4 separate regions of the Mus musculus genome follow, and all the other regions are linked to region 1. The links are chromatin contacts, called in public HiChIP or PLAC-seq and promoter capture Hi-C maps. All regions are on one chromosome and are shown on one strand. Each heading gives the region's core, a stretch centred on a gene start, on an enhancer-like site or on the middle of the called end of the contact. The rest is flanking DNA. Distances are from core to core; before and after follow the strand shown.

The links. Promoter capture Hi-C pulls out the DNA fragments that hold promoters and counts their contacts. HiChIP or PLAC-seq counts read pairs in DNA pulled down with a chosen protein or histone mark.
Region 2: a contact with region 1 is called in an H3K4me3 HiChIP or PLAC-seq map of embryonic limb bud, with 5 times the contacts expected there. The contact joins the enhancer-like site here to the promoter of Gli2 in region 1. A contact is called at or near these places in 6 of 39 promoter capture datasets (3T3-L1-derived adipocytes, cranial neural crest, frontonasal cranial neural crest and 3 more), 1 of 15 datasets of contacts at CTCF or cohesin (the NIH/3T3 cell line) and 13 of 115 datasets of contacts at active chromatin or transcription factors (the NIH/3T3 cell line, craniofacial prominence, embryonic basal ganglia and 8 more).
Region 3: a contact with region 1 is called in an H3K4me3 HiChIP or PLAC-seq map of embryonic limb bud, with 8 times the contacts expected there. The contact joins the enhancer-like site here to the promoter of Gli2 in region 1. A contact is called at or near these places in 10 of 39 promoter capture datasets (3T3-L1-derived adipocytes, cranial neural crest, embryonic stem cells and 5 more), 1 of 15 datasets of contacts at CTCF or cohesin (the NIH/3T3 cell line), 9 of 484 Hi-C or Micro-C datasets (cortical neurons, embryonic fibroblasts, muscle stem cells and 2 more), 18 of 115 datasets of contacts at active chromatin or transcription factors (craniofacial prominence, embryonic basal ganglia, embryonic forebrain and 10 more) and 1 of 9 other capture datasets (embryonic stem cells).
Region 4: a contact with region 1 is called in a promoter capture Hi-C map of hippocampal neurons, with 4 times the contacts expected there. The contact joins the enhancer-like site here to the promoter of Gli2 in region 1. A contact is called at or near these places in 12 of 39 promoter capture datasets (the 3T3-L1 cell line, 3T3-L1-derived adipocytes, cranial neural crest and 8 more), 1 of 15 datasets of contacts at CTCF or cohesin (the NIH/3T3 cell line), 11 of 484 Hi-C or Micro-C datasets (astrocytes, cerebellar granule neurons, cerebellum and 7 more), 22 of 115 datasets of contacts at active chromatin or transcription factors (the NIH/3T3 cell line, craniofacial prominence, differentiating embryonic stem cells and 14 more) and 1 of 9 other capture datasets (embryonic stem cells).

The regions. Positions count from the first base shown.
Region 1 is chr1:119,050,759-119,055,648 of GRCm38.p6, forward strand. Gli2 (GLI-Kruppel family member GLI2) reads right to left here and starts at 2,861. Exons shown (of 14, transcript NM_001081125.1): 1 at 2,544-2,861.
Region 2 is chr1:118,797,179-118,802,068 of GRCm38.p6, forward strand. No RefSeq gene overlaps it. Among named protein-coding and RNA genes, the nearest start is that of Mir6346, 150 kb to the right of the region's middle. Within about 2 kb of position 2,778, at least 7 of the 459 cell types and tissues checked have an H3K27ac peak or open chromatin away from gene starts, as enhancers often do. A contact at or near this core is called in embryonic limb bud, where this site is marked.
Region 3 is chr1:118,823,272-118,828,161 of GRCm38.p6, forward strand. No RefSeq gene overlaps it. Among named protein-coding and RNA genes, the nearest start is that of Mir6346, 130 kb to the right of the region's middle. Within about 2 kb of position 2,505, at least 81 of the 459 cell types and tissues checked have an H3K27ac peak or open chromatin away from gene starts, as enhancers often do. A contact at or near this core is called in cortical neurons, embryonic fibroblasts, embryonic forebrain and 3 more, where this site is marked.
Region 4 is chr1:118,862,402-118,867,291 of GRCm38.p6, forward strand. It overlaps Gli2 (GLI-Kruppel family member GLI2), which reads right to left. Exons shown (of 14, transcript NM_001081125.1): 5 at 4,171-4,356. Among named protein-coding and RNA genes, the nearest start is that of Mir6346, 89 kb to the right of the region's middle. Within about 2 kb of position 2,555, at least 9 of the 459 cell types and tissues checked have an H3K27ac peak or open chromatin away from gene starts, as enhancers often do. A contact at or near this core is called in cerebellum, cerebral cortex and hippocampal neurons, where this site is marked.

The DNA.
Region 1 (4,890 bases), core at 1,611-4,110:
CAATGTTCTTCCAAGCCTGCAAGGCCCAAGGAACATCCTGAGAAAGTGAAGCTAACTCCATATACACTTCAAGGTGGTCCTCCTTCCAAGCAAGCCCGGCTTGAATTTGGGAGAAGACCTCAGTGAGTCTGAATTCTGTGCATATTTCCACCATCTCAGTTCCCACCTAAGCACAGAAACAGATCTATCAATCCCAGTCCCAGTTCGTTCATGGAGGAGTCCAGCCCTGGGTGGGAAGATACTTGCTTCCCATCGGCCTCTCCCACAGATACAGGACAAAGACAAGAGCAGATCTCCTACAGGGCACAGTACACAGAACCTTCTTCTGTGTGTTGTGACTCTAAGCCCCCTAGAATCAGGAAATACCTCATGACATTTGGGGGCATCCTAAGTCTCCCTAAACATAATTAATGTTAAAACTCATCAGGTGAGCTTTCCATACAGCAGGCAGCGTCTGAGTAGAAACTGTATCCTGAAGAGGCCATACCCAACTCTTGGAACCCTCTAGAGAGAAGGAGCTGGTTGGAGAAAGGGAAAGCAAGATGTAGAGACTCTAGGAGTGAAGCCTTTAGCAGGAGGGGTCTGCGTGGTTTAGATTAGACATTCTGGGATTAGTGCCCAGGATAGAACAGAAGCTGGGAGAAAGCAAGAGCCTCAAAACTCAAAGCGAGTAAGCATCAGGAATGTTTCCTCCTACTTGGGGGAGACCAATCCAGGTAGGAACACAATGTATTCCCTCCCCAATTCCAGACCAACTGAGCCATTGAAGGGGCTAGTCCCCCAGACACACGGAAGCCTACTCAAAAAGGGAAACCGCAGCCAAGGTGAGGAAATGGGCGGGGAGGGGGCTCGAAGGAGAGGTGGCTAGAACAAACAGATAACATCAGGGAGACTTGTGACAAGCCCGCCTATTCTGCCCGCTATCCCCCCCGTGCTGTATATTTTGGATTTCACCGTTTATTTACTTTTCTTTTTTGGCACCGAGCCCCCGGAGCATGCCAATACAATATTTGTTTAAACACTATTTTATGCCGCTTGCGAGGGAAACGTTTACTTTCAAATTCTCCAACATCCCCCAGAGCCTCGTCTGCAAACAGCATATGAGCGTTTTACAACTGTTCCCTTTATCTGAAGCTGTGGGGATTAAACCTTTACACGCCCAGCGAGGGCGGAGGGGCAAGGGGCCCAGGACATCGTGCGGCCACCGAACAGCAAGATGAAGGATGCCCCAGCTGGGGAACAGAGAGGTACAGAACCCATCCCTTCCCAGTCTCTGAAGGATGAGACTACCAAGAGAAGTCTCTCCTACCCCTGCTCCAACTGGGATCGGCTCTGGGAATCACAGGACAGTTACACACACAGACACACACACAAAGCCTGGAAGGAGAGGCGCCCTGGGGGATCCCCACAAACTCCTTGCGTCTCTGTAGCCAGGTCACTCGAGGTGAAGCGCAAGGGCTCCATCCTTAGTGTCCTCAAGCTCTAAAAGTCAGGTTTCCTAGGAAATGAGAGCAATTGCTGCCGGGCTGAAAAGGAGCCCAGTTGGGTGGACTTCCAGCTCCCGGCGCGGCGGGAGCCCTCTCGAACTCACTCAAGCACACGGTCCCTCCCCCCACCCCCAATCCCGGAGGAAAAAAAACGCTCCCCTCTCTCTAAACCCTTAATAGGATTGGCGCCCAACTCTGTCCGCGCCGCTCCTCATCCATCACACACAGATCAAGTTGCAGTAGTGGATTTTTCAAATTCCTCAGCAAATATACTTGTTGAGAGATTGCTTGGGGGGTGTTAAGTGGGGGCTAGGATGAAAGCGAGGAGTAGGGGGAACCGATCCCTCGGCGAAGGATTACGCGTGGATCCATTCTGGAAGTCAAGGGGATCTGGAGACCTAGGATAAGAGAGAAAGGTAAGGAAGCCAGAACCGAGGTCCAGAGACTGGCGGCGGAGGGAAGGGGCAACAGGGTTCAACGAGAGGGAAAGAAGGAAGAAAGAAAAGACTGGCTCCTGGACGCGGACTCGCAGCGCGGAGAAGTAGAGTTGCAAGTTTCCAAGTGGCCGGCGGCGGTTGCAGCACACCGCACAGTCCCACAGGCGCGCTCCCAGCTGCCCATCTAAGGGAGCTTCGGCGCACCCCAGCCCCCACGTCGCCCCCAAACAGTTCCAGGCTCCAAGCGGTACCACCGGTCAAAGACCGGCCTACCCGAGCAACCCAAGAACAAGAAGCACTTCCCCTCAAGTGGAGGGCTGTGGTAATAAAATCGACCCCGGCCACGAGTTCTGATCCCCAAGATCCTCCTTAAGCCCTGCCGCTGCTGGACCAGGGCACTAATCAGGGTTGCCTTCTTTAGCCGGCCCCCCTAAAATCAGTGTCACGATCTCGATTCCGGTAAACGGATGAGAGACACTCCAAGACCGCCACAGCATCTCAGCCGAAGCTGGCCAGGCTAGGAAGTGCTTCGCCACCAAGAGTAAGGGGAGGAAAAAAAAAAAAAGAAAGAAAGAAAGAAAAGAAAAAAGGAAGGGTGGGAAGGCCAATGCAACTTTACCGAGGAGACAAAAGTTTGCCTCTAGCATGCAGGTGGCCTCTCGGGCGCCGGGCAGTGGTTGCAGGGCCCCATCCCAACTTGGCTGGAGTGGGGCTGCCGAGTGCGGGGGCTCCGGCTGCCGGGGCGGGGCTGGCCAGGCAGAGGAGGGGACCAAGGCGGGCGGGGGACTCGGGCAGTCCCTAAGGACACCAGGCCAGCAGCTCCGGGCGGCTGCGATGCTACGCACGACCCGTGCTCCTTCCTCTGGCTCCTCCTCGCCTTCCTCCGCGTCCTCTGTAGCCGCCGCCGCCGCCTCCCGCTCCTCCTCGAAGTCTCATTGATGAGAGGAGTTTGAAAAAAAGTCCGCGGAGCCGTGCTGCCTCGGCTGGCGAACGCCGGCACTCATGCAATCCATCAGCGTCTCTGGGATGGCGCAGCGCCCCCGCGCGCTGAGCTTGGGCAAACCCTGATCGTCGCGTCCTTAGCTTGCCCGCCCCGCCGCGTGCACCCTGCCTCTGAGGCTGGGGGTGGGGGGACACCACCCTGGAGGGGGATTGCCAGCGGGCGAACACAGACTCTCCCCCACCTCAGCTCCAGCAAGGAAAGCACCCCTTCGGAAAGTTCCAGCGGGGGACCAGAGAACCCAGGAGTTAGGGAGTGGGGGTGGGGGGTGACGACCCAGACGCCACTCTGGAGGAGAAGAGCTGGGACTATCGCAGATTCTTCCAACCCAGTTCGGAGGAAATAAAGCACCCCTACCAGAAAGTTCCAGCTACAGGAGCACACGCCAGTCTCAAACACTTTTTCTAAGGCGCCGGGTTGGGGGGTTGCTAACTCAAGTCAGATGAGCTCCGGAGCTCGGGCGCTGCGACTGCTGGTTTCAATATCTGAACTCCCCCTTTCTTCCCAACCCCCTCAGCCCTCCGCTGGTTGTTCCCAAAACTCCCGGATCCTCTGTGCGCCGTAGCAGAAGGAAGACACGTGGGTTGGGAAGCAAGACTGGATTCACGCAGGCCCTCGTCGCCCGGGCAGCTAGTGCAGGTGCCCGGGGTCCCAGGCGCCCCTCGCCATGGCTCGCTCACGCCGCCATCTGAGAGCACGCCGGCGACAAGTGACGCCAACCTTAGGCTTGCTGCTTATGTTTTGCAGTGAGAGGGGTCTTTCTTTCTTTCTTTCTTTCTTTCTTTCTTTCTTTCTTTCTTTCTTTCTTTCTTTTTCTTTTTCTTTTTCTTTTTTTTCTCTTTTTTTTTTAATCCCGGAGACTCCATTGAAGCTGCTGCAGCCAGATGGAAGTAATCAGAGGGAGAAGGAAGAATTAGGCTCACCGAAGTTGCAGGCCAAAGTGTAGATGAGGCTGTTCATGAAAGCATTTGCTTAAGTAGCCCCGGCTTTCCATACAGTCCAGAACTGTCCACTCCAAGAAGCAAGCAGGCAGCAAATGGCCGTGCCCTCCCAAGCCATGGGACTCAGCTTCCTCTCCTGGGCTCTGCTCTTAGAAAGCTGCCCGCGGGACTTCTTTATATTTCTTCCTGAGGTCTAGTTCCTTTGTATTGCTTAGCCTGCCATAGGGTATCCTCCTTTTAAAGGTGGAGTGACTGATGCCTGAGGACGCTTAGAAACTTGCCCACAATAATCTAAGGTCGGTCCATTTAAATAGAGGTGTCCTGTTGAGAATGTTGGTCACATCTCTTTCGAGCCCCTCCTTCTCAAAGCAAGAGAACCAAGCCTCCAGACCAATTCCACCCTGCCTTAGAGAAAGCTCCTTCTCAGCCCATGTTACTCACTGATTGGATCACTGTTGGTGGACGGCACAGTTTACACCGTGGGCTCTCCCTTAGCTTTATTTGTTTCTGCAAGTCAGTATCTATTTTATGAAATAGCCCAAGGCATTCCAAATGCTATGGATACTCTCCTTCCGAGGTCCACTTCCAAGACCCTGAGTTTTACATTTAAAGTTTATATTCCACATATTGATTTTGTGGGACAGGGTGTGAGGTCACAGTCCTCTGGCAGCAGTCAGAGGACAGGGCAGAGGGGGCTGTTTCTCTCCTTCTGTCATGTGGGTGCTGAGGACCCCACCCAGGCTCGCAGCAAGCACCTTTGCTGGCCTAGTCTTTTACTGACCTTGACTTACTTTTTAACAGAAGGGGAAGTGCTGTGTCCCATTCTTCCTTTCTTGTTACCTTCCTTCTTGATCTAGAGCGGGGAAGGGCAGAGATGCTACAAGGATTTGATGCTAACTTTGTCTTCCCCAAAGTCATCTTCCCAGGTTGGAAGTCAGGGGGAGTGGGGGTGGGGAGGTGACAAGGTGTTCAAATGGAAAACTTTCTGGTGTGGCGATACATGGTGGGGTGTGACAGGACGTTTT
Region 2 (4,890 bases), core at 1,528-4,027, 250 kb before region 1:
GAATGTGAAATGTTCCCTATGGGTTCATACCTTTGAAAACTTGGTTTTAGTTGGTGGCACTGTTCGGGAAGGATGTGGAACCTTTAAGGGGTGGAGACTCACTGAAGGAAGTGAATCACTGGCATTTGGACTTGAGGTTTTACAGCCCAAACCATTTCCTATTCCTCTCTGCTTCCTGACTGTGCATGCCATTTGACCAGCTTGTCTTCTGCTCTGGCCACCATGCCTCCCCACAATGACGGACTGTATCCACTTGAACTGTGAGCCACAGTAAACCATTCCCTACTTAGGTTGTGTGTGTTGACCGTAGGCAGAATCAGACAAAAACAGCAAGAAGCAGGACCTAAGAAGCAGGACCAGATCTCTACCTGATCGAGGGCAGGGGTCTGAGAATTTGAAATGTCTCTTGGACTGAAGATGTGTCACAGTTGGTAACAAAGACCTGACTTTGACCTCTCAGAACCTCTGGGAAAAAAACCCCAACAACAACAAACAAACAAACAAAAAACAGGTGTAGTTTCAGGTGCTTGTAATTCTACTGCAGGAAAGATGGAGGCAGGCATATCCCTGGGGCTCATTTGCCAGCCAGTCTAGACAACTTGGTGAGTTCCAGGCCAACAAGAGACTTTGTCACAAAGCACAAAGTGAATGGTATTTGAGGAATGACACCTGAGGTTGGTCTCTGGCCTTCACACACTCATGCATACGTGAGTACCCACACACATATATGAGCATACATATATGTGTTTGTGCATCCGTGGCTGTATTAGTGTCCTTTATCCTACTGCTGTTTCTGAACCCATCCTAAAATGGCTGACCTCTACTTCCAATAGTTGCCTTCCCAGAAAAGAATCAGTGTCCATAAGTGGCAATTTATAATTAAATTGTTTAAAATCAAATGCAAACAGAATCTCAGTTCTGCATCCCATTCAAACTATGCCAAGGGCTCAATAGTTCCCCATATTTAACATATCAAGCCTTAAACATTTCTACCTTTCTAGAATGTTCTGTTGGGTAGCCTGTGAGCCAATGTGTGCTTGGGAGAGCAAGAAGTGGTCAGAGAGTGTGATGGGGCCAGAAAAAGGACTTGAGCAATGCATCGAGTGGTGGGTTTACAAGTGTGCACCACTATACCCAGTTTTGGGGGTGATAGGGATGGAACCTAGGGACTTCTTCATGATAGGTTATCCCTCTGTTAGCTGAGTCACATGCCCAGCTCCATGTGATTTCTGATTGGTTAGTTTTTATAAGGATGGGCTCAGGGTTTCAAGAAATGTCAACAGAGGTCAATGCCCATGCTGCCAACTATGTTATACCTCTAGCCAAAACAGTGCTCCTTAGAACAAATGGAAGTGACAAAATCAAGGCAAATCTTCAACTTTGTACCCCAGAGAATGCTTTCTTATATATTCTCCCAATATGTGTACACATTTTTTTAAACAACTTGAGAACTACCATCTCCAGAACCCTGTAATTCCAACACTATGGAGGTGGAGGCAGGACTGCTGAAACTTGCTAGCTACTAGCCTGGTTATAGATCCAGTAAAAGATCCCATCTTAAGGGAGTAAAGTGTGGAGTGATAGACAGGGACACCTGGTGTTTTCCACCTGCACACCTGCATAGACACATGAACATACCCCCCCCCCCCCACACACACTAAAGTAAATGTTGGCCTGCTTCTTATTTTCCATGTACTGTGGACATTCTTGCTCTGTGTGGTGTCAGTAACTGAGCTGTAAGCACAAGTAAGGTGAAAAGCTGCATGGAGTGGCCTACATTTGTGATTCCAGTAAAACAGATGCAGAGGTACGGGGGTCAAGAGCTTAGGGCCAACCTATGCTATACAGCTAGTTCAAGACCAGCTTAGGCTACATGAGACTATCTCAATCAAACAAAAACCGCAGTTGGGAATATAGCATATTTTATACAGCACATGCCTAGCAGGCATCAAGCCATGGTTCCATATAAACTGGGCTTGGCAGTACACACCTGTAATCTCATGACCAGGGAGGTGAGGAAGGCACAGGGGACCAGAAATTCAAAGTCATCTTTGGCTGTACACTAGGCACAGGCCTGCCAAGGTTACATGTAACCCAACTCAAAAATAAAAGCAAAAGTAAGATAATTTAAAATTTTTTAGGTAATAAGCATGTAAGTTTTAAAATATTAAGAACAAAGGCAAAGACTGTACTTTTGGAAGGACTGGCATGCCTGCAAATCTGGGGGCCAGCAGAGGCCTTCCAGAGCCTCTTTAATTTGGGGAAAGTTGGAGGCAGTGGAAGGAAAGTTCTGGAGAACTCTAGAAACCCTGCCATGGGAGCTAGAGCTGGACTGCGGCCCTAATGGGCGTCTTTCATTCTCATTACCCCCATTAGTGCTTTATTGTATTAGTTATAGCTAATTTACATTTTACTGAAGCATTGAAAACAGATTGCAGATGTTTGGAAACAGATGTTATCCTAATGTTAAGGCAAGACCATGAATATTTATGATGGTTATTGCCTGGATCAAATTACCTCGCTTAAACAGGGAGGCAGGCGTGTTCTGACAACATTGGCCAGCACCTGGGGAGGGAAGACAGGCGAGTATTGAGGAATTTTGGGGCACACTTCAATTTTCCTTTATGAGGGGGTCAATTTTTTTCTTCTGCCTTTCAGGGAACAGTGGTTGATTGTTACGTTTATGGGATGTTTTGAGCAGTCAGTGGCCAGCTCCAGAGGTCCCAGCTGGGTTTTTCCATGCTCTCCTTGCAGAAGGGCCTGGCAAGCCTTCATCTGACCTATGCGACTATGGATGCTGCCCAGGATGCAGGGGAGAGCTGAGTTTCTCTGTGCTGACCTGCCAGGGGCAACCCAAAGGAATCAGGCAGACTCACTGCCAAAAAGACCTCTCTCTCTCTCTCTCTCTCTCTCTCTCTCTCTCTCCTCCTCCTCTTCCTCCTCCTCTCTCTCCTCCTCTTCCTCCTCCTCTTCCTCCTCCTCTTCCTCCTCCTCCTCCTCCTCCTCCTCCTCCTCCTTCTTCTTCTCCCTACCCCTTTCTCTTTCTATCCTTTTTGTGTTGAAACAGTCTCATGTAACCCAGGCTGACTTCAGACTCACTATGCAGCCAGGGATGGCCTTGAACTCCTGATCTTCCTGCCTCCACTTCCCAAATGCTGAGATTACAGGAGTATGCCATCATATATAACCATGCCTTCCATATGCCATGCTGAGGATACAGCCCAGGGTTTCGTGTGTGCCAGGCAAGCAACTATTCTGCTGGCTGACTTAGATCTCAAGCCCCCAAGAAAGGCCTTCTCTTACCACCCACACTGGCAGCTGTCAAAATGCCAGGTATGGAGCTGTCCTTTTGCTGTTATAGAAGATCCTGCCTTGAATTTAGGACCAGTAGGGAGGATTCTTTGTTGACTATAATGGGTAGAGTAATGCTTGACCTAGGTTCTTTCTTAGAGTTCTCTTGTCCTGTTGGTCCCTGTCATATGACTTTTCTTATGAACAAATACCTACTGACTCCAGATGGGACACTGAGCACAGACAGAAGAATTTTCCAAGGCCACATTAGTGAGTTAGCTAGTTGTGGCGTTACTCATTGGAACATGGTGGGGAGAGGTCATCTACCAGAACACAGATGACTCAAAAGCAGTTGTTTCACCAATAAGCCCAGCCAGCATGGGTGAAGATTCACAAAAGCTGTAGAGCTCCCTTCATAAGTTGCAGACTGATTGAGGTCAGATGTCTCCTCTCCCCAGTGCTTATGTAACTTTGAGGAGGGATTTGTAGGTCTTGTAAGACTCAGGAACTTCCTGAGTCTTGTAACATTAGTCCATTTCCTTTGGTGTTTAGTTGTTTGGGTGTTTTGTTTGTTTGTTTTGTTTGTTTGTTTGTTTTTTGCCAACTAGATACAATCTGGAACCATCTGGAAAGAGAGAAACTCATCTGGGAAAGTGTGTCCCATCAGCTTGGCCTGTAAGTCAGTCTGTGGTCATTTTCCTGGTTAACAATTGATGTGGGCGGGCACAGCCCACTGTGAGTGGTGCCATCCCTTGGACAGGTGGTCTGGAGTTGTTTAAAAAAAAAAAAGCAAGCTGAGTGAGTTATGGAGATCATGCCAGTAAGCAGCAATCTTCCATGGTCTCTGTTCAGTTCCTGCCTCCAGGTTCCTGCCTTGAGTTCCTCCCCTGACTTCCCTCAGTGGTCTGGATGGGCCAGCCTTTTCTTTTTTTGATGATTTATTCATTTTTATTTATGTGTATGTTTGTGTGCCTACATAAGTTTATGTGTACCATAGCCATGCAGGTCCCTTTGGAGGCCAGAGGGCACCCCTCCCCTCAACTGGAGTTACAGACAGTTGTGAGCTGCCTGATGTAGGTTCTGGGAACTGAACCCAGCTCCTCTGGAAACTCTCTTGAGTCCCAAGCCCTTCCTTACTGCTATTGATTTTGGTCATGGTGCTTATCCCAGCAACACAAAGCAAACTAGACCATTTCCTGAGTCTTAGCAGACCTCCAGTATGGAATGTTTTCATTCCTAAGAAATTGCTTTACAACTATCCCCTCTCCCAGCATTTATTATCAGTTGATATTTTTAGTGGGCCTGTTTGCCGATGGTCAGCTGCTGCTGCCTTTTACCCTCCCATCTTGGCTCCCTGCTTCTAGGTGGTTAGAGCCTGAGACAGCCAGGCTCTCAGGAAGTGGGAGGAAGATGGGGGTTGGCACTTTTCAGCAGCCTTCAAGGGAGCAGGCTGATGGCTTTTATCCTCCTACCGGTCTCTTTCTCTTTCTTCTGGGGCAATCTTCTCAGTCAGTTTCTTGCTTGGGCCTTGCTCCAGGCTGGCTTCTGGGGCAACTGTAGCAGGTATATGCAACATGAATGTTTGTCACCTATAAAGGT
Region 3 (4,890 bases), core at 1,255-3,754, 230 kb before region 1:
CTGAGAATATGTACATGCACACACACACACACACATGAGCACACACACAAACACACATACATATGGACACATACAGACAGACACATATAGACACACAGACAAACATACACATACACACACATGCACACACAGAGTCACACACAAACAGATACACACACACACACACACACACACACACAGACAGAAATATACACATGGACACACCAGGACACACACACACACACACAGACACACAGAAATACACACACACACACACACACACACACACACACACACACACACACTCCTTCCCTCACTGCCTCACTGCAGGCAGGTTCACAGAATTTGGACTGTTTGGGAGCAATCATGCTTCCAGGTGCAGTAGCAATAAACTATCCACAAAGCTGAAGTCCTCAAACTTGGAAGTTGATCACCATGCATGAAAATGGAAAACTGACCTGGTGCCAACTGTTGGGTGTAATGCCTTTGGTAAGTGCCGGGCTTCGCTGAAAGACCTTTTGAAGCTGAGTGTATATTCTCTGTGTTAATAAAGTAACACATTACATCACCATTAGACAGAGGCAGTACTCAGTCAGACTGGACACTCTGCAGATGTTTTGGTTTTATTAAGCCCTGTATTGGATATGGGACAATTAGTTGCCTAAAATAGTATCACTTTAGCCAGTTGGTGAAGAATTAAAGTTGGTATGTGTGAAGAATATTGTAGTGTAATAAGTAATATTAAGTAAGTACTATAATGTTGATATTTTTTCTTTACCTGAGTGATTATATGTGTATATTATGTATGTGTGTGTGTTATATTTAAACACATAGTTAATATGAGGTATCAAAACCCAATGTAGATGGCTCATAAGGAATAGTATGTGGGGTTGTGAGTTCTGTCTCACCGCTGCTCACCCTGCCCTTCAGGAGCATGGCAATTAGTCTGAGCTCACTGGAGGGCCTTGCACCAGTCTGAGATTTACCATACCCAAGGTTCTGTCTGAGAGTAGAGATCGCCATCTTACAGGGCTATTGGGACGTCCATGCACCGCGTTCAGGCCCTGGTGGGGGAATTGCGGGGTGAGGGCAGAGGTCTGGCTCAGGGCAGGTCTGGGGTCTCCACCCAGGCAGTGCTGCAAATGTTTATCCTGAAGCCTGTTTTCTCAGCTGCAGGAGCACAGTCACAGCTCCCTCTCAAGGGTCTGCCTAGGGTTAAATGGGATAGCATACGTGCAGGAGCTGGGCTCAACCTCGAGCTGGGGAGATGGCTCAGACAGGAAGCGCTTGCCTTATAAGCATGGGGACCTGAGTTTGATCCGGAGGACCCATGTAAGAAGTCTCATGTAGCCCAGGCTGGCCTCAAACTTGATATAAAGCCAAGGAAAACTTTGAACTTCTGACCCTCCAGCTCCTATGTGACGTGATGATTCACACGCATCATCATGCCTTGATCTGAGCTTTAATTCAACAGCCAGGGATGGAGCCCCTACCGTGGTACCCCAGTGCAGTTGTGCCCTGGATGCCATGCCAGATGACTGGTACCCACTCATCAGAAGCTGAAACCTGACACAGGTATGCCCAGTCCATAGTGTGCAGAGCACAGATGGCCAAGGATAACTAGGAATGAGACCTACTTAACCCAAACTCCAAACATTATGAAACTTTAAAAAAATGACTTCAGTTGAACTTTGCAGGTAACCACATCATGTCACCCTGTCCAAAGGCTGGACCCGGGTGGAGAAGTGACTGCTTAGCCTGTAACCTTAGCACTGAGTGGGGAAGGAGAGAGGCAGGTGGATGGCTGGGGCTTACCAGCTGCCAGCTCCAGGTTCAGTGAAAGACCCTGTCTCAAGGGCTAGGGTGGAAAGAGATGGAACGGCCCACTCAACATGACCCTCTGGCCACCACACATGTGTGTATAGGTGCTCACACACACACATCCACACACATACACTCCATACACTGACACACACAGTTGGGCATGCTCAGAGGCAGACCAAAACCAGGTGGTTCAGTACTGAGATGGGCATATCCAAGTGGAGACATTACCCCATGTTTTGCAAAGAGCATGGCTTACCTGGGGAGAAAGGAATGCAGGTTGATTTGGTAGGAAATGACCCACCTCTCCCCAAAACCCTGCTCATCGGGTGTGACGCAAAGGCCCTATGCAGCAGGAAGTGAGTCATTTGATTTCATTTAAGTTTTATAGTCAGCGTATTTAACAGCTATTTCTGTTTTCCAGTGCCTGGCAAGTCCGCAGACAAAGCTGGCACATACAGCCACGGTCGTGCTCGCGGGTGCGCAACATACACACGTTTGTTTTCTAGCTTCCAAATTTCTTAAGGATTAGGTCATTTTCTTCCCTGGCCAAACGGCTGTCTGCAGGGTGCTGGGCCCCCCCATAAATCGTGCGGCCTGTGATATAAAACACAGCCCTTATTGACAGCCACTGTGCTGGTTGAGCCTACGCTGCCAGATCGTAAAGCAGAGGCTGTGTCACCCCCACCGCGTAGAGGCAATAAAGGACACTGGGGAATTACCTCGAGCCGCAGCAGCTGGCTGTGCCACGGGTCGCCCGCGGCTCTCCTTGCACCTAGTAAAAACGTTGCACTGAGAAGCACGGAGTGGGGCAGCTCCCCCAAAGAAGCCTTGTTCCCCAATAAGGCCCAAATAAGAGTCAGAGACATCTCTTGTTCCCGGACATCGTCCCACACGGGCAGATGGACTTTTCCCAAGCCTGGCATGTGTTCAAACCCCCTTCGGCAGCCCATACTCAGGCTGCAGCCAGGCCAGTGATAACACAAGCCTCAGACGTCCTCCACGACTTGACCTGTATACCAGTTGGAACAAGGCTCCCGCTGAGCCTTGTCTTCAGTCCACATGAGCGTCCTTCTCTGTGCTAGAACAGCATTTTCTAGGCTGTCTCAGTCTCAAAGCCTCTTCTGGGCCCCTGCTTCTTCTTTCTCCCGGGACACAATTTTGACTCCTGTGTTGAGAGACAGGACAGCCAGCTCTTTTCCTCCTCAGTTCCAACCCCCTGACCTCTTGTACTCTATCTTCATCTCTAGTTCCAACAGGACATGCCCATCCTGCCCAGCACCTTCTCCGTACGCTGCCCTCCTGCTAACTCCCAGTGAGCACTTCAGTTATCTCTCACATGGTCTACTGGGATCTATGTCCTCTTATTGGGAGTCTAAAAAATCGTCACATGCTTCTCTTTCCTTTTGAAGCGCATCACCAAGGGCTGGAAATGTGGCTTTGTTGGTACAGTGCTTGTCTTACACACACAGGACTCTAGGTTCAGTCCTCAACTTGATCTAACTTAGGTATGGCACCACCCATCTGCAGTGCCAGCAGGAGGATCAGGAGTTCTGGGTTATCCTTGGCTACGCAGGATACAAAACAAGCACACAAACCCCCACCATCGAAGCCTCTCCTTCTATTGTTCTTTCTCCATCTTGGCAAACTTCTGGAGAGCTCCGTGACCAGCTGCCTTCGTTTCCCTCCTCCCAGCCGGCCTGCACACAAGCTCGCCGGGCTCCCATCCCCAGTGAGCTCATTCAGTAGGTGTGAATTACAGTTTTGAAGGCCATCTGTGCTTTCGGGAAAAGCATAGCAGGTAATAGTTTATTTCTTTCTGGTGCTGGAGATCAAACCCAGAGCCTTCCACACACCAGGCAAGCGTTCTACCACAGATCCCCCCACCCCTACCGCCCCCAACCGTTTAAGTAGGGTGGTTATGGGAGCAAAAGCCTGAGAAAGGTATGAATCGTTTGGCTGTCTGAGGGGAAAGCGTTCCAAACGATGGGAATGGCCATGCAAAGGCCCCAAGGCAGCATTGCTGGCCATTTACTTGGCATAGTAACGAGAATGTACAGATCAAATGAAGTGAGAAGGTGAGGCCAGGTGATGAAGTCCAAAGATCAGTGAGCCTTCGGACCTCGTCGGGGCGGGGACACTAAGCAGGAAACAGTGTTTGAAGGGATGCTCTGACAGGGAAGAATGGTGGTTCGAGACCAGGGTGGGGAAGGGGAACAGAGTTCTGTAAGCCAACTCCCCTGTGTGGAAGCCCCATCGCATCATTTTGGATTGAAGACTTTCATTTCCATGCACATGACAGTACCACAGGGATGCAAGCTTGTGAATCTATATGAGAGACTCAAGTACAGAGTAGAGGCTGGGAGGTGAGGGTGGTGATGCAAAGGCTGGGGGCGGGAGTGGGGGAGCTGATGCAACGGCTGGGAGGGTGATGCAAAGGCTGGGTGTGTGTGAAGGGTTCTGGAGTGGGTATGGAGACTTCCTGTGGCTGGGATTTAGGATGGGAGAGGAGGGTGTGTGTGTGTGTGTGTGTGTGTGTGTGTGTGTGTGTATAAGAGAGACAGAGACAGAGAGAGAGACAGAGAGAGGCAGAGAGAGACACAGACAGAGAGGAGGTGCTAAGATGAGTTGGTGGTGGAAGAGGAGGAAGAGGAGAGCAAGGCTTCTGTGTCCCATAAAATGAGCCTCTCTGGCTAATGTCTCCTGCCTTCCTGTGGAAGTTCCTACCTTGGGATCTGGCCTTAGCCAACTGTCCCTGCTCTCCTCTTCTCTCGGGCCTCATATTTAGAGTCTACCATCAGACACTGGGTCTTTTCAAGGCTCTGGAGACCCCTGTCTTCTTTGAGGACCCACACAGCCAAGTGATGTTCTCTGTGGTTCCAGGCATCCTACGTAGTACAATGGATGGTGTGACCCATGCCATGGCTTCCTGCCATGATGGACTGTGCCCTCAAACTAAGAGTCCACATGAACCCTTCCTCAAGCTGGTTCTTGTCAGGTGAGTTGTCACAGCACATTAATGGGCAACGAGACAGGAACCAGCACACTCCCTGACCACCTCCAGCCTGACTCTTCCTACAGAAGCCATCA
Region 4 (4,890 bases), core at 1,305-3,804, 190 kb before region 1:
AGGAGAAATAGAAGACTGCTATGGATTGGTATGGGTTTCTTGGGTTTATAAAACCAGCCCCCAGCCGTCCCCCGTCACTGCCTGCCATCCCAGTGCTGCTCAGGTGTGTGGGAATCTGCTGATCTGAATATAGAAGTGGAGAGAGGAGGTGGCTGTGTTAAGTTATCCACCGACCCATGGACTCCTCTTGCCCGGGGCCTTCCTGTTTCTTAGACAGGTGCAGTCAATGTTGAATGTTCTGGGGAACGGAGCTGTCCCCAGTCCCTTCTAGGCCACTCGTAGCTGCCAGCAGCTCCCTTGTCCATTCCAGTGGTTTCTGTTTTGTGCTGCACCTTTCTCTCCCTGGTCTTCTGTGTTGGCCACTCCTGACACATCAGGTCTTACAGGCTGTGAGCCACCTGCTGTAGCAGCAGAACTGACTGTCTTAGGTGAAAGAAATCCCGGTCGGCTAGAATTGGGTGCCTGGAATTCCCATGGTGCCTCAGGTGCCCAGGCCTTGATGTCCATGATGCCTTTGGTGCTGCACAGCCCTCAAGCCCTCAGGCATGGCAGAGCAGCAGACAGGCAGAGCAGGAAGCATCAGGGGATCTGCTCTGGGAGCCAGCAATGAGGCTGCCGAGAAGAAGACATTCTACAGAAACACCTGTGTCCATCCCATTGGTTAACTGACGACGGACTATAAATAAATAAATAAATAAATAAATAAATAAATAAATAAATAAATAAATAAATAAATAAATGAAATGGAACTTCCCCCAGTAGACTCATGCTGGGAGAAGGACAGGGATGAAACCTGGTGCTGCTGGAGGGGGAGGGGGAGCTTGTCTTCCAAAGAGATTTCCCACAGTTGTGATAACTTGCCAGACCACTTTGCAGGGAGCATTTGATGGCTAGACCACACCTTGATCAGGCCTGCTTAGCCATGTGTGCCTCTTGCTCTCCATGTAAACGTAAACATAAAGCTCTCTGTTCCTCTTTCCTGTGTGGCCACAATGAATAGGCACCCCCCCCCCCCCCCACACACACACACACTTTTCACTACTTCTGCTCCATTTAACTGGCCCACTGAGGATGGGCTGCTGAGCCTGGTTTGTTATTGCTGCCATACTGGTAACAACAGTGCGAGGGAGAGAGGGGACAAGCCACACACAGCATGCCCAGGGACAATGGATGGGAACACGAAGAGGACATGATGCCCAGAGTGGTCCATGGCCTGGGAGGAAGCATGAGGTGATACAACTAAGATATGGATCCCCAGTGATCAGGGCGGATCTGAGACGGATACTGGCAGTGAGAGGTCACACCAGCACTAATTGAGCACCCAGTCTATACATTAAGTAGACAACATTTACCTTCATTCTACCTTTACTACATTCTCCTTCAGTCAGCTTCACATTCCCTGTGTCCCACTCACTGTCCTCTCTGGTGTCCCCTCACTAGTTTTCATACTGGCCCCCTTTGCATCCTGCCCTGCTGCTCTCTGCCGGATCCAGACCCAGCAGCCTAGCCGCCTTCTGGAGGGTAGAGCTCAGGTACTGGCAATGGATGGTATGGCCTTGCTAGAGTAAGGTTTGGAACCCCGCCTAGAGGCCTGGGGACTTGTTTGCTCGTCCTAACTCCAGCCATAGGAGAAATGCTCACTGTCATTCCTCTCTCTGTCACATGCATGGCACTGCATGGAGATGCATACCCAGTCAGGCACTCAGGATGGCTGTCACAGGATAACTCCTGTCTGCCCAGTTCTGCTTCTCCTGATGTGTGGGCCACCTGCTCAACTTGGTCCCCTAGCCATGGCATCAACAAGTCTGTCTACTTGCCAGTGATGTCCACCATCTGGTTCTGAGCCTTGGAGGAGGGCTTCCCAGAATGGCAGAAGCTGGCATGTGGGCGTGACTCTGCTCTGGATCTCGTTATTCCTCTCCTGCTGTGTAGTTGTGACTGGGTTTACGACGCTGGGAAACACCGTGTCCAGGATGCACCCTCCCTAGTCCCTCATCTCACTGTGTCAGAGGCAAGGATGGGACTTAATACCATGCTGTGCCGAATCCTGGACCCAGCATCCTCCTAGGGAGGGAGAGACACTCAGCTGAGTGTTGGGGACACTGCTTTGTCACTCAGAAGCCTCCTATCAGGGAATGGCAGGGATGAGCAGAGCAACTTGACCTTGCGTTTGTGGTGGGGTGGTTCTTTAAAACTCAGAGAGGCAGGAGCAACCAGAGGAGGCAGGAAGCATCTAGACAGAGTTCCTGGAGAAGGAGCACTCTTGGTTCTGCCTCTGTGGAGAGATAGCTCAACTGGAGCAAGGCCCCTGAGGGGAGCTGCAGTGGCGGTTGTGGCAGGAAACCCAGGAATGGGGCCTATGATGTGAGACGAAGCCTGGATGATATGGGCCCACCCTGAATCTTGCACCCTCGGCGGCCTCTTAACAGCTGCCACAGCCCGTTTCCAACCTGCTACCCTGCAGGACCAGATGGCCTCTCTGCAGGTCTGTCTCCTCCCACCACTGTGGCATGAAGATGCTGCTCCCGGCAGGACTAGAAGACAGCAGCCAGGAGGCGGCACCAGCCTAGAGTTTGGTGGTGGTTCCCCACGCCTCTACTCAGCCCACATACCAGGCATCCTTGGACAGCTCTAGGGTTGCCAGGTAGAGTGGAATCTAGTTGGAGGGGGGCGGGCAACAGCACCGAGCTTCAGTTTCCTTCTCATGACAGGGGTTGTATGCTGACCCAGGATCTCATAGTCAGGGGGCTAAGACACCCCGTGAAAGCAGCATGGATTCTAGTGAGAAGATAGGGCTTGGCATCTGATGGGCACTTAGGACCTCCTCGATCCAAGACTCCCAACCTCCTATTCTGCAAAGCAGTCTAGCACATGCACCGCCTTGATCAGTGAAGCCCACCCTATCACTTGGACCCTCGATCCTGGCTTTGCCCTTGACTCTTTATGATGGTTTATAACAATTGTTAACTTGGAGAGATCATTATCTAGGAGACACATGTGTGGAGGATTTTCTAGAATGTGCTGACTGAGGTGAAAAGACCCACCCTGAACGTGGGCTATTCTATGTGCTGGGGTCCCAGACTGAATACAAAGGAGAGCATGGCCTGTCTCTGCTTCGTGACTATGGATGTCACACACTCCGGCCATCATCTCCACGATGATGGACAGGATCTCCTTAAAGTGTGAGCCACACCCAACAAGCCTGCCTAAGCTGCTTTCATCAGGATTTGTTTACGGGGGCCAGTGAGAGGTTAGATACTTGGTCATAGCCAAGAGCACACTAAGTAATGGCCTCCTCCTTTCGTGCACACCACACCTGTGCTGGGAACGTGTCATACATCTCTACCCAGGCATCCCCCTTAACTGGATTAATCTACAGCTCACCAATGGGGTCTACTGCTGCTCGCCGCTCCGACTGGGTTCTCAGACCAGCATGAACAAGATACTTTCAAATGGAACATCAGAGCTCTTTCCTTCTCTGCACATCCTCCCCAAAATGGTTCCACAGCCTCATCTCACTCCAGCAACGTGCAAAGCCTTAGTCAAGTCCCAACTTGTTGGCACAGCCCGGCCTGGAACACTGACCCCAGTTAGGACTCCTGTCTTTCACCTGATTACTGCTGATCACACTGGTCTCTCAAGCTCAGATCATACTGGGCTCCCAGTAGGAACACAGGTCCTTTGCACCTGCAGGTCCTCTGCTGGGACTGCTCTTCACCAAGCCAGTTGGTGGGTTGGCCCTTCAGTTCTGTGCAGGAATAGCATCCACCACACCTTAGTGAGGGATACCTTGACTCTCTATGTCTCAAAACTGCATCCCGCTACCCTAGTATGCGTCTCCATCCCTATTTTGCTTACCCCATTCCCTCTTAGCTTACCAACCCCCAGTGGTGGGTGGTGTCTGTACCTCCCACTATAGATCCTTCCCAAAAGTTAAGTGAGTGCATCCCATCCTTTGTGATGACCACAGGTCTCTTGGCCACCCATCCTAGTACTTGGGCTCAGTCCCCATGTCTGGTAGTATAGACAGTACTGGGACGAAGTGCAGACTTCTGTTTGTGTCTCTCACCTCCAAAGGGAGGGCAGACCTGTTTTCTATGACCGGCAGTCAGTCACCCTCATTCACATCATCCCTGCCCCTCACCCCATGTTGCACCCTCTGGTACTCACCATCCACAGGGTTGAGGTAGTCATGGAGATGGGGTGCGCTAGCAGCACCCCCGCTCTGCATTAGAAGGTCCCCATAAGGGGTGGGGTGGCTTGCCATGAGGGTCATCTGGTGGTAATAGTCTGAAGGGTTGGTGCCTGGGGCTGCGAGGCTAAAGAGTCCCCTCTCTTTCAGATGTTCGTGGGCCACTGTCACAGGAGGCAAGAGAAAGGAGCCATCAGAATCTACTGTCCAAGGGGTGGCTCAGCAGCTAAGAGCACATACCACTACTGTAGAGAGCCCGTGTTCACTTCCCAGCTCCCATGCTGGGTGGCTCCCTACCACCCCTAACTCCAGCTCCAGTGGGTCCAATACTTGTTTCTGGCTTCTAGGGGAACCTATGTAAATATGCATGCACACCCACATAAAATGAAAATATATAAATAGAATCTTGTAAAAAAATTACTGTTTAAGGAAGGAAAAATAATTTATCTTTGGTCTGGGGTCTCAACGCTTGACCTCCTAGCCCATCCGTCACCTCCTATGCTCACGTGGAGACCAGAGATCAACCCTGGGTGCCTTCTTCAGTTGCTCCCCACTGTCTTTGAGACAGGGCCTCTCCTTGAACAGGGACCTCACTGATTCCACCAGACTGGCTGACAAGTGAACCTCAGGCCCTGCCTCCTCAATGCTGGGATTCCGACTGCTTGCCACTGGGCCCTGTTTATTGATTACTTTCTTTT